Linked DNA regions of Mus musculus: region 2 is linked to region 1. Evidence: chromatin contacts called from public HiChIP or PLAC-seq data. All regions are on one chromosome and are shown on one strand. Each heading gives the region's core, a stretch centred on a gene start, on an enhancer-like site or on the middle of the called end of the contact. The rest is flanking DNA. Distances are from core to core; before and after follow the strand shown.

Region 1 (5,832 bases), core at 1,508-4,007:
GCTTAAATGTCTAATAAAATTTTGAGATGAGTTTTTAAGTTGAGAGACAAACAAAGTAGATAAATCTTAAATGTCAGTATTTTTAACTTCTTTACAAAGAATAGAAGTCAAATTCAGAGACAAGCAAACACAAGGATAGATTGTATTCTTAAAAGGGTGTTGTTTTACTTGGCACTCCAAAAAAAAACAAAAACAAAAACAAAAACAAAACAACAACAACAACAACAAAAAACAAGTGGAATTGGCAAGTGTAAGTATGCATAGTTTTTAAATAAAAGCTAAAGACATTGAGATAAAGAATTCAATGTGTAGAAATGAGTAAGAGTAATACTAAATACATTTGCTGTTTGTTTGTGATAGGGTCTTGCATCGTGTCCCTCTGCTTACGTACTTGCTATGTACCCAGGGTTCTTCAGCAGCCCTAATCCTGGGATTGCAGACATGTGCCATCATATATGTGCTCACAAATAATGAAAAACAGACGAATTTGGTGTTATAAGTCTAAAATATTCAAGTAAAATAAAATAGTTAAATTCCTTTTCCTTCCCCCCTCCTCCTTTCCTTCTTCCCTCCCCCTCTCCCTTCCTCCCTGGACCCCCTACCTCTTTCTGTCTATGAGGGTGTTGTTACACTTAAAAAAAACATACCAGCCATGCTATTTTTTTGTTTGTTTGTTTGTTTGTTTTTTGAGACAGGGTTTCTCTGTGTAGCTCTGGCTGTCCTGGAACTCACTCTGTAGACCAAGCTGGCCTTGAACTCAGAAATCCGCCTGTCTCTGCCTCCCAAGTGCTGGAACTAAAGGCGTGCACCACCACTGCCTAGCTCAGCCATGCATTTTTTAATATGACATGTGTATATCCACACAGGAACTATAAAAAAAATCCATAAAGGGGTCAAAGCTCAAGCAGATATTTCTTCAGCTGTTCCTTTTTAGAGGCCTTTATGAACTTTATCCATTGTTGAAAGTCAGTAATGCATGTATTTTATATCTTCTACTGAGTGTTAGCTCTTAACTGGTGATGGCTCTTCTAACTCATCTTTATAATTCTTAATATATCTGTCACTCTCATAAAATATGTTTGCTTTAAAATTAAAATTATATCTTTACTATCAAATGCACACACACACACACACACACACACACACGAGGCAGAAAGGCAGAAATATCATATGTAGCCAGGCTGACCTAGGAATCACTGTGTAGCCAACCTTCAACTCCTAATTTTTCTGCTTCTACCTCCAAGTGCTGGGATTATAGATATGTGCCACCACATTCAAATACAATGAAAAAAATTGAAATAACAGAAATAAATGGCTTGGAACATAATTCTAAAGCATTTGGGTATTAGTATGCAAAATTCAATCTACCTTCTCATTTCAAATCTAATCTACTTTCCAATTTCAAAGGTGACCTATTTGATGTTCAGATTCTGTGTAAGACAGTGGTGGGTAAAGTAGGCTGGGCACTCTGGCATCTTCTACTTTTTTTCTCCTCCATCTCCACTATTCTGAAATAAGAAGACAGAAAATGTACAATAGCCATATTTGTAGTGAGAATCTTATTTTCTTTAAAACAACCCAGTTATGTTATGTGAATATGCTTTTGTTGTTATCCCAGGAGTGGAAGAAGAGGCCGCTCCACAGTGGGTGATCATGACTTGCTGCATGCACTAGTGCGGGTGTGATCTTTGCTATCTGCAGATAGTTTAATTCTGGGGCATCTGGAGAGGGTATAAATTCCGTAGCCCCCAAGATGGGTGAGGTGCTCTGAAAGGCTGTTGCTCCCAGTTGCTGTTGTCATTTGTGAAGTGTTTGGGAGCAAAGAGACAAGACGTAGAAGTTGGAGATTTCCTGAAGATCAAGACTGACCCTGAAATATACAGTGTCCCTAGCCAGCAGAAAGTAGTCTGTTTTGTTGGCTCTAAGAGATCTATGCCGCCTTTCCCTCTAACCCTATTTCTCTCCTACCTAGCATTTGTGGGGTTGGAAGGGATTAGGGTGTAATAAGGGTTGGAATGGTGGTAGATATTAAAAACACAATAAAATAGTAAAAAAAAAAAAATGCCAACACATATTTGTTCCCAAATTAACTTCTTGAGACAGGGCTTCTATATAGGCCAGGCTAACCTTAATATAGTTAATAATTTCTAAGCATAAATAGGATACAACAACACCAGACAGGAACACGAACTGTACTTATGTCAAAGGATGGTGGCAGTCAGTGTGAGCCAGTGGGTTTTCTGAAGCATGAGGCTTGGCTGCGAAGATGGCTTAGAATCATCCTCCTTGAGGAACTGTTTCATTATGGAAAAACCTATTTTACTGAACTGGAAACAGAACAAATGTCCAGATCTCAGGGCAAATCAGATAAATTTGGGACAGTGGGAAGGGTTCCAAAGGGCAAAAATTGACTCATACAACTGTGACAAATGATACAACTATGTACCTGCCCCCCCCAAAAAAAATTGATAATGACAGGGAAAGTAAGAGATTAACTAAATGAAGAGGAAAATCTCTATCTTTGTGTCATTGGGCTGTGCATAGCAAGTGTAAGGCACTTCTGTATCCTTGGATATGTGCCTAAGATTCAGGACACCTCCATTTCCCCCAAGGATATAGAGAGAAGCAAATAGGTGACCTTACTGCCAAGGATATAGTATACAGTTCAGACCTGGTGGGACTGGCTTGCTTTCTGTGGTGTTGGACATAGGCGAGTCAGCAAGGAGGTTACTCAAGCACATAGGACACTGGGCCTTTGAGAGGTGAAGGGGTTGGGTTAACCTTTCATATCAACTGCTGTGGTGTCATAATACAGCAGGGGTTTTCCCAGGGGTAGAATGTTCTTAGAATTCCTATCAGGAGATCTTCAGGGCAGCCTTTGACCTTGGCAGCCATACAATGGCCAATGCTGAAGTGACCAAGCCTGTAGTAGGTTTATGGTAAAAAAAAAAAAAAAAAAAAAAGAAGAAGAAGAAGAAGAAGAAGAAGAAGAAGAAGAAGAAGAAGAAGAAGAAGAAGAAGAAGAAGAAGAAGAAGAAGAAAAGAAGAAGAAGAAGAAGAAGTAAAATCTGCCCATCTGCAACCCTCTCCCACCTTCCCAGGCATGTAATTCAAGGTTAATTTAGGAGAAGTTTAAGCGGCAGGCTTAGTAACTTAGACAACAAAAATTTGATTAAAGTACTGTTCTAGTTTTAGTATAAAATATCCCCACAGGCTCATGTATTGATTATTAGGTCTCCAGATTCGGTTGCTATCTTGGGAGGTTCTGGCAACCTTATGATGTGGAGCCTTGCTGGAGAAAGCAGGTAACTGAAAATGGAACTTGAGAGGCTATGTCTGGTCCCCAGGTCCTTCTCCACTGCTTCCTGTCTGTGATTGGTAAAAAGACTTTCTTTCACCTTCTCTCTATGCCATGATGCTTTGTCTTACCATAAGTCCAGAATCAGTGGCACCAAGAAGATGGACTAAAATCTTTGAAACCAGGAGCCACAATAAAATTTCATTCAGCAAGAAAAACAACACGTGTCTCCAGAAATATGGCATCTGGTGAGATTTTTATAATGCCAACATGTGATTGCTACAGGATCCAACAGAACATTGGAGAAGTCCACGAGGACAAAGCGAGTTTTCTCCTCAGAGCTTCTGTCTTACTGGAGGTACCTTGGTGTGGAAAGAGATGATAGGTATAACTGTCATGCATCCAGGAACAGTGGAAAAGTGCATGTCAAATATTTGTTTGTTTTCAGAGACTAGGTCTCATGTAGCCAAATACTGGCCTTGGACTCCCGATGATCCTCAGTCGGGATAAAATGCCAAGTTCTCGACCATGAAAGATATCACTTCCACTTGCATTTGTCTGGCATACACCAAGAAGCAGAAAACTAAACACTCCCTCATCACCGTTACTTACAAGCGTAAGTACTTGTAAGTGCCGATGCATCAGTGTTGAACCTGGGTTTGACTCTGTTGGGGAGCATGGGAGCTGCCAGGCTTGGAAGTTTGGCAAACACTTTCCCACTTCATGGATAGAACCAGTTTCTTCCAGCAGTGACCTAGCCTGGGAAAGGAGACCCTGGGTCTCATGACTCTTTGTCTTTCCTAATGTGCTGGTGAGATAGCAGATCTTTGGTGCGTAGTTACTTGCTGACTGTGGGAAAGAAATCGTGCTTTGGGCAGCGGGGAAGGAAGTGGAGAGAGCACCGCTTCTGGGATTTTCTGAAAGTCCAGACTGTTCAGGAAAGGCTGAGGCACGTGAGGTTTCTTTTCAATTTGAAAGTATCTAGGGTCAAATGCTATAACTATCTATCAATGTTTCTTTTTTTTTTCATTTTTGATTGTTGTTATTACAGTCAAGATATAAGACTTGAATATACCAGGAAATAAACTTTATAAAAATCTTTCGTTGGATTATACCCAGGCTCGGTAAAATTGCCTGCTTGTTATGGTCCCTATTATCAAGTCTGAAGTACAGACCTTGATCTAAATCATTAATGGTTTTCCCTCAATAATTCTTGAGGGGACTTGATGAGCCGTTAAATCTCACTAAAAGCAAGAAATCACAACACAATACTCAGGCAAAATAAGAGTTTTACTGTGATCCATTTTTAGGCACTTTAGTACAACCAGGGGGAAAAGTGCGGAATGAAAGAATAGTGAATCTGATGCTTACCTCACTCTGCTTCCTCTTATTTCTGAAAAAGAGCAGATTTAATCCAGGGTTGCTGGTGCATATCTGTAATACCAACACTACAGAGGCTGAGTCAGGAGGATGGAGAGTTCCATGCTCACCTGGGCTACGTATCAAGACACTGTATCAAAACCAAAGCAAAAGGAGAATAAGCAAATCTTAATAAGCCACTTTCTCAGCTTCTGGATCATTAGCCAACCATTGGAGAGTGTACTCTCTTCCATCTGTGGCTCTCTGCTCTCTTCCTGCCATGCCTTTGAGGGAGGGTCTTTCTTTCTCCCATTGTAGGATTGGTTTTGCACACACTCAACACACACTTGTCTTATAGGTAGACATCAAAGATGCCACTAAAGATCTACCATACAGAATAGCTCCTCAACAATGGATTGCATGGCTCACAATGTCAGTTATCTCAAGGAGTAACTCATAATCTAAGAGAACTGGTCAGGGAACGGTGTGTATAGTGTTGTCTCAGGCCGAGCACACACACATCCTCCAACTCAGTTGGTGAGAGAAAGAAACAAGGGAAGACCTGTACACACATGGAATTTGGAGCCAGGGACTTGAGCTCACGGTGCACTATGACACTCAGTAGCAAGGTGTTCTCGACAAGTTATTCAACTATTATGTACCCATCGGGAAAATATAATTAAAAATAAATCCCAGATCAGGAAGAGTCTTTAAAGGGCAGAAAACAAAGAAAAGAATTGTATTGTTGAATGGGTGTAAATCCAGAGTGATGGGTATTGAGGACACTCAGGAAGGACCCTGCATAGACAGAAGAAACTCCTATTCTCAACTACAGCTAATGAGCCACGATCCACTAAGGAGACCACTACAATTTAGAGTCAAATGACAGGTAGATCTGGGTTTTTTTTCCCCTGTGTTTGAATAGATTGAACATTATCTTTCTTCATAATTACACCTCAAGGGTAGAGCTCCTGGGTCTTTGAGGAAACTTTCTTGACTGCAAACATTTAAAAAGGAGATGTAAAGGAAGACATGGGGTGAGAATGTAGGATGCTGTGTTAGCATTCCTGCCTCAATTGAAACATATCATGGGGCTCCAAACCAGGAACCACACAGCTCCGAGGTAGGCAATGTCCCATTGTGTGGGACTGTGAAAGGCAGCCTGTTTTCTGATC
Region 2 (5,832 bases), core at 1,166-3,665, 62 kb after region 1:
AAAACTCTGCTACTATTTTACTTTTTACTGCATGAGTTTCTATCACTTCATATATATATATATATGTTGTCTGGTGTCACAGGAGGACTCTCAAGCCAAGTAATGAAGCATGTTAAGAGAGATCTAAGCAGTCATATGCCAGTAGTCTCTAGTGGATCAGAAAGCAAGCAACTAAGGATTATTAGCCACTGAGTACATAACTGTGGGTATCTTGAGCATAGGTTGGTAGAGTAGTAATAATGAGACATATTAGAGAGGGTTTAACAGACAAAAGAGAGACTCCATAAGTTTTTACATGCATAGCTCACTGTTAGATTTCTAAACTGGAATCACTACCGTAACACTGACCTAATTCTGAGGATGATTGTCAGGGTTGGCAGAGAGATCCTTTTAGCACAGTACTTCAGGAGACATCAGCTAGTCAGTCAACCGAATGTTGGTATTAGTATTCTATGACATTTTATAACACGATATCTTACAATAAAATTTGAATCTGAATTTGGGATGAAGTTGAGAAGATAAGATAGAAATAAATTCAGTAAATAAATAAACAGCCAGTGGTGAAGGAATCTGAGGTAGTTTGGAGTCCAGGTGACCAGGCAAAGAAAGACTTAGAGTAATCCAAGGCAAATAATGGAAATGATCTCCGTGCACTCTTAATACACACCTGAGCCCTGCACGTTGCCATGTGGAGAGACTCTTGCCTAATTCTGATAGACAACCTCAAGCAAACATTTCTCCTGCCAGTTTACAGATGAGAGGACTGATTTTTCCGGAGTGTGGGGGGCTCACTATTTAACTGGAGATCACCAACAAGTAAGACATCAGGAGGCAGCCAAGACAGTTTTGTCTCCTGGGGCCATGCTTGGAGACACAGAGCAGAAAGAAAGGCGTCGTGTGACACAGTGAATCAGCTGCAAAATGTCTACCATGGGAAGCCTCCTTCCAATGATATTTATGCAATGTAAAGCATTTCAGTTAAGCAACATACCTGAGAGGACCCACCATCCAGTCTTACTCCTGACCTCTTACCTTCAGGGTTAGGTATGTGTGGAAAGGGGTTCAAGGGGAGCTAAGGAGGAAGCCAAGGCAGGGAACTACTAAATAGTATCTCCTAAAAAGCAATGGTGTTTGTGAGAAGGGCAGTTGCTGCTGGGCAGGAGTAGCATGCAGGATGGACCAAACCACTGTCCTCATGGAGTCTATCTGGAGGAGATTTACTGTGTCGCTAGGTATCACATTAGCTAATAAACACATTAGCAAAGAGACTCATTCTTTTTACATACTGTTAACTAGTAAAGGACAGCTATTGCACTGAGGTAGAAGCTCAGGGAAAATTTGCTTTAATTGGTTGAAACATGAGAAAACATAGGTCTCCATAAAACCTTAGTGGGTCTTTGAAAGAAAGCCCAAATGGGAAGGCTATTAGCTTTCTAGTGCTGTCTTAGCTAAGGCACTCTAACTAGGTACTTTAAAACAACTACAGTTTATTCTCTCAGAGTTGTAGAGACTAAAGTCTGAGATGTGGGTGTTGGCAGGGTTAGTTGTTTCTAAGTTTTAAGAGGGAGACTCCTTTCCATACTTCTGCTAGCTTTTGATGGCTTCAGCCAATGTCTGGTTTTTCTTGGCTCCTGTCTTTATAGAATGGTTTACTCTCTCTCTCTCTCTCTCTCTCTCTCTCTCTCTCCCTCTCCTTATAAGGACACCAGTTTTATCCCATTAAAGGCCAACTGTATTCCAACATGGCTTCATTTTAGCTACTTGTATCTATAATAGACTTATTCCTGAAATATTGTAAAATCTCAAGATTCCAGAAATTATAAATCTTTAGAAAGATACTATCCACACAGTACATGAGAGAAGCATGAATCCTTTGCGTGTCATTGTTTAGAGAGCCGAGAGACAGCATCTGGAGAGAACAGCTAAAAGGATACGGAGACATAACTGTAACAGGGAACAAATATCCAATCCAATGAGGAAACTGAGGAAAGTTTAAAGAGGGAACTGTTTTAATAAGAATAAAGGGAGAAACAAGTGGGTGGATAAGCACCCCAGACTAACAATGCAAGGACCCCATCTTTAAAACTCTGTTCCATTTTCTCTGAAACAAACCTATCAGCCTCCACAACTGGCCTGCCCCTTGCAGCTTCTCCAGACCTGGCCCAGCATCCCCTGCTACCGAGATGTTGCCCACCTTTTCAGTGCTGCTTAGCATTCAGGTCTGTACAACCTGGAGTTAGAGGGGGTACACCACCACTGAAGAATAAGGAATGGTTGCCAGTTGATGCACGCACCATATTTCCAGCCCAAAGACTCGTCTCCCATGGGTTTCATAAGATTCCCCAGAAGATTCTGAGGAGTTAGTACCAGTTGGCAAAAGCAGTGGCCAGCTAAATAACTCATCCTTGTTTCACTTCAAACCTCATTCATGCTTCTGGCCTCTCATTCCTGTTCTATGACATAATTTCAGAAATAAGCCTGGTGTGTTCAGAAGTTTCTTTTGGTGCAAGGGCTGTGGGTAACTGAGAGGAGTAGGAGGAGACAGGAAGAGGTGGAAGTGGACAGGAATAGGTGAGTATAGAGAAAGAATAGAGAAGAGAAGGCTATTGTCTTCTTCCGAGGAAGTCACTGTCAACCTTCAGGACAGCAGACATATGGAGCAGAGATATGCAGCCAAAACTCCAGAGAGCAAGGTTAACCCGGTGTAATTAGATCTGGCCACAGAGCAGGTGGGAAGGACAGAGATGACATGCCCATGAGCCACCATCCTTCACTCCTTCATGTCCAGCTTCTCATCTGCTAAAAGTAATTAAAATGCCAACCTTACAGGAGAAAGATTTTGCCAAGTTTCCAGATATATTTATAAAAGTTAGCTGTTTTCAACTATTGTTTGAGTTAGTTACTCATTTTTACTTAGTTATAGATACTAATAGCTATTATTAATAAACAAAAGAGACATGTCTATAGCTGCCTCAGTAGTCTAAAAAATTCCTTTAGTCATTAGAAATTTGTTTAAACATGAGAGTGCTTTTCTTATAGCTGGAAATTATATATTTTATAATCTGTCTAATTTTTCATTATTAACCAAATATCCTCAAGCGAGACATGAACAAGTAGCAAACTGTCTAAAGTGTTCTCCAGCTGGCTTCACCCTTCAATGGTTTTCAATCAAAATTGCTGCCAGTGAAGCAATTGACACTCAGACTTTAAACAACACTGACTGCTGATGGAGATGAATCACTGGGGGAAAGGCCTAGGTTTCTGGATCCTTGGAGGCTTTTATTGAACTCCTGAATTCAGTGAGCTGCATCCAATCTCACTGGCCAGATGACCTGTTTTGAAGCCTGGCTCAAGGGGACTTCTCAAAGGGCTGTTCTCGGCTGTGTTAAACTCTGAGATGTCCTGACTCACGATGTGTTAATACAAGGGTTAGTAGAGCTTTGCCTGGGAAGCAATCCACCTCTAGCATTCAGGAGCCTATGGCTTTGAGAATTAGAACCAGTGTGATCCTCTTCTTATCCTTTGAGAAGTAGCTTTGTAATACTTTTGGAATAATGGTACCATGTAAAGGAAATGCCTGTCCTGCCTTTAAACTATCTGTCTGTCTGTCTATCTATCTATCTATCTATCTATCTATCTATCTATCTATCTATCTATCTACCTGGGTCTTAAACATGCTGGCCAAGCACCTACCACTGAGCTAAAACCCAGAGGAGTCCCCTAATTTTATGCCTCTTTCTCAAAAACATTTTTAAATGGGAGTAATTATGACAAGGGAGAGAGTATTTAATGAGAGGGAAAACAGGCACAAAATTTCTGATTCTTGTTTTTAGAAAGGAAACCAACGGTGTTGTAGCATACTAGACACTCAAAAAGAAGAAAGATGTATTATGAAAATATTGTCTTTGCATTCTCTCTGGATTATGTAGTTGTTGAACCCTATGATTAATTTGTTGAATATTTTGTGGTTATTGCTTTGTTTACACAAATGACTGCCAATTCAAAGTCTCACCCAGAAGAGCTAGCCAGGGGGCATTGATTGTAATGGATATGTACTAATCTTAAAATAGGGGTTAGACATGTGGGCTAGCAGGACTCAAGTATTACAAGTAAGCCTTAAGCCACAGGAGACTTTAGAAAATACTCACATAGGACACTTGTTCCTATGAGCCTGTATTCTTAATCTATTTTCAATGAACAGAGAAGTCAGGTGCCAAGAACTGCATTTTCAACTAGGGGGGTATGGAAGGTCCTTTTGAAAAGAAGCATTAGCTGGAAAAGAAAAATCCTGTTTATAAGTTGAGATTGGGAAGGGGTTCTTGTAGTACAATTGTCTTTGGGACTCAACTACCATACTTATTAATTTATCTATAATTGATCAAATTTGCATACCTGTATTGAGTTCTATTGAGTTCAACATATTTAGAAATGTGTAAGCATTGTGTGTCATTGTTTAAATCCAGTTGGTATATGTTCTCCTCATACACTTTTAATTTTGTGCATATTAGTAACAAATCTGTGATTGGTGATTTTCCAGAATATGAAATGATGTTACTAGCTGTGGCCATAATGCCATTCGAAAGATCTAGAGAGCTTATTCTATCTCACTGAAATTTTGTATCCTGTGGCCACCATCTTCTTGTTGTAAAATTCTAAGAAGAGATTTTCATTTCAGGAGCTCTGGAAATTGAGTTCATGTCTCACAATCCCATGCTTCTTGTCTATACATTAGCAAGTACAATCTGTCACAGAATTGTTGGTGCCTCCCTGGAGCTTAAGAAAATGTTTTCTTAAAATGCTGGGAAAACAGGCAGCTCTATGAGTGAACTCAGTCTCATTGAAAGTGGTATGGTGGAGAATGGCCCATTGATTTGATGGTTCTTAAACTTTTATCCTAGGTACCTAAGGTTTCTCTGTGTAACCCTGGCTGTCCTGGAACTCACTCTGTAGACTAGGCTGGCCTGGAACTCAGAGATGTGCCTGCCTCTGCCTCCCAAGAGCTGGCATTAAAGTGAGTGCCACCATTGCCTGGCTTAGAGTTGTCTCTTAAGATCTTTTCTCTAGAGGTTTGCAGATGCCCTGCCAGGCCTTCTAATAGGTATACTCTTGCCCACTCTCTCAAGTTCTGTCGTAACTAATCTTGGGGTCTCAGAACCCACTCTCCTGTTTTGTTTGGTAATGTGGAAGTGACTTGTGATGGTTTGTATATGCTCAACCCAGGGAGTGGCACTATTGTAAGATATGGTTCTGTTGGAGTAGGTGTATCACTGTGGGCTTTAAGACCCTCATCCTAGCTGCCTAGATGCCAGTATTCTGCTAGCAGTCTTCAGATGAAGATGTAGTACTCTCAGCTCTTTTGTACCATTCCTGCCTGGATGCTGCCATGTTCCCACCTTGAATGATAATGGACTGAACCTCTGAACTTGTTAGCCAGCCCCAATTAAATGTTGTCCTTATAAGAGTTGCCTTGGTCATGGTGTCTGTTCACAGCAGTAAAACCCTAACTTAGACTTGACTCTATGTGTTTCATTAGCCCAGATTTGGTTTTCACAAGACTGTATTTAAACCCATTTCAATACTGTTCTCAGAAGAGTTCCATCACCTAGTGTCTTATCTTACCTGATTTTCACATTTAGACTTGGATTCTTTTATACCCACGCTCCACTCTTACTTCCTGCTCTCCAGAGTATTTCCTATGATTTCTGTTTGTGTCCACAATACTTGCTTTACAAGCCTTGTCCTCACTAATATGGGTTCTCCGAGTCTAGTGACAGTAGTCCCATCCCCTCATATTTTCCTAGCATTTAGTGTCTTTAGAGAGAGTTCTTCACA

The links. HiChIP or PLAC-seq counts read pairs in DNA pulled down with a chosen protein or histone mark.
Region 2: an H3K27ac HiChIP or PLAC-seq map of embryonic fibroblasts shows a contact between it and region 1, with 18 read pairs. The contact joins the enhancer-like site here to the promoter of 1700124M09Rik in region 1. A contact is called at or near these places in 2 of 484 Hi-C or Micro-C datasets (both in rod photoreceptor) and 3 of 115 datasets of contacts at active chromatin or transcription factors (double positive thymocytes, embryonic fibroblasts and embryonic stem cells).

The regions. Positions count from the first base shown.
Region 1 is chr10:19,084,450-19,090,281 of GRCm38.p6, forward strand. 1700124M09Rik (RIKEN cDNA 1700124M09 gene) reads right to left here and starts at 2,758. Exons shown (of 2, transcript NR_166085.1): 1 at 2,672-2,758; 2 at 2,177-2,327.
Region 2 is chr10:19,146,951-19,152,782 of GRCm38.p6, forward strand. The region is part of intron 1 of Gm20139 (predicted gene, 20139); the gene reads left to right. Among named protein-coding and RNA genes, the nearest start is that of Gm20139, 8.1 kb to the left of the region's middle. Within about 2 kb of position 2,416, at least 25 of the 459 cell types and tissues checked have an H3K27ac peak or open chromatin away from gene starts, as enhancers often do. A contact at or near this core is called in embryonic fibroblasts, where this site is marked.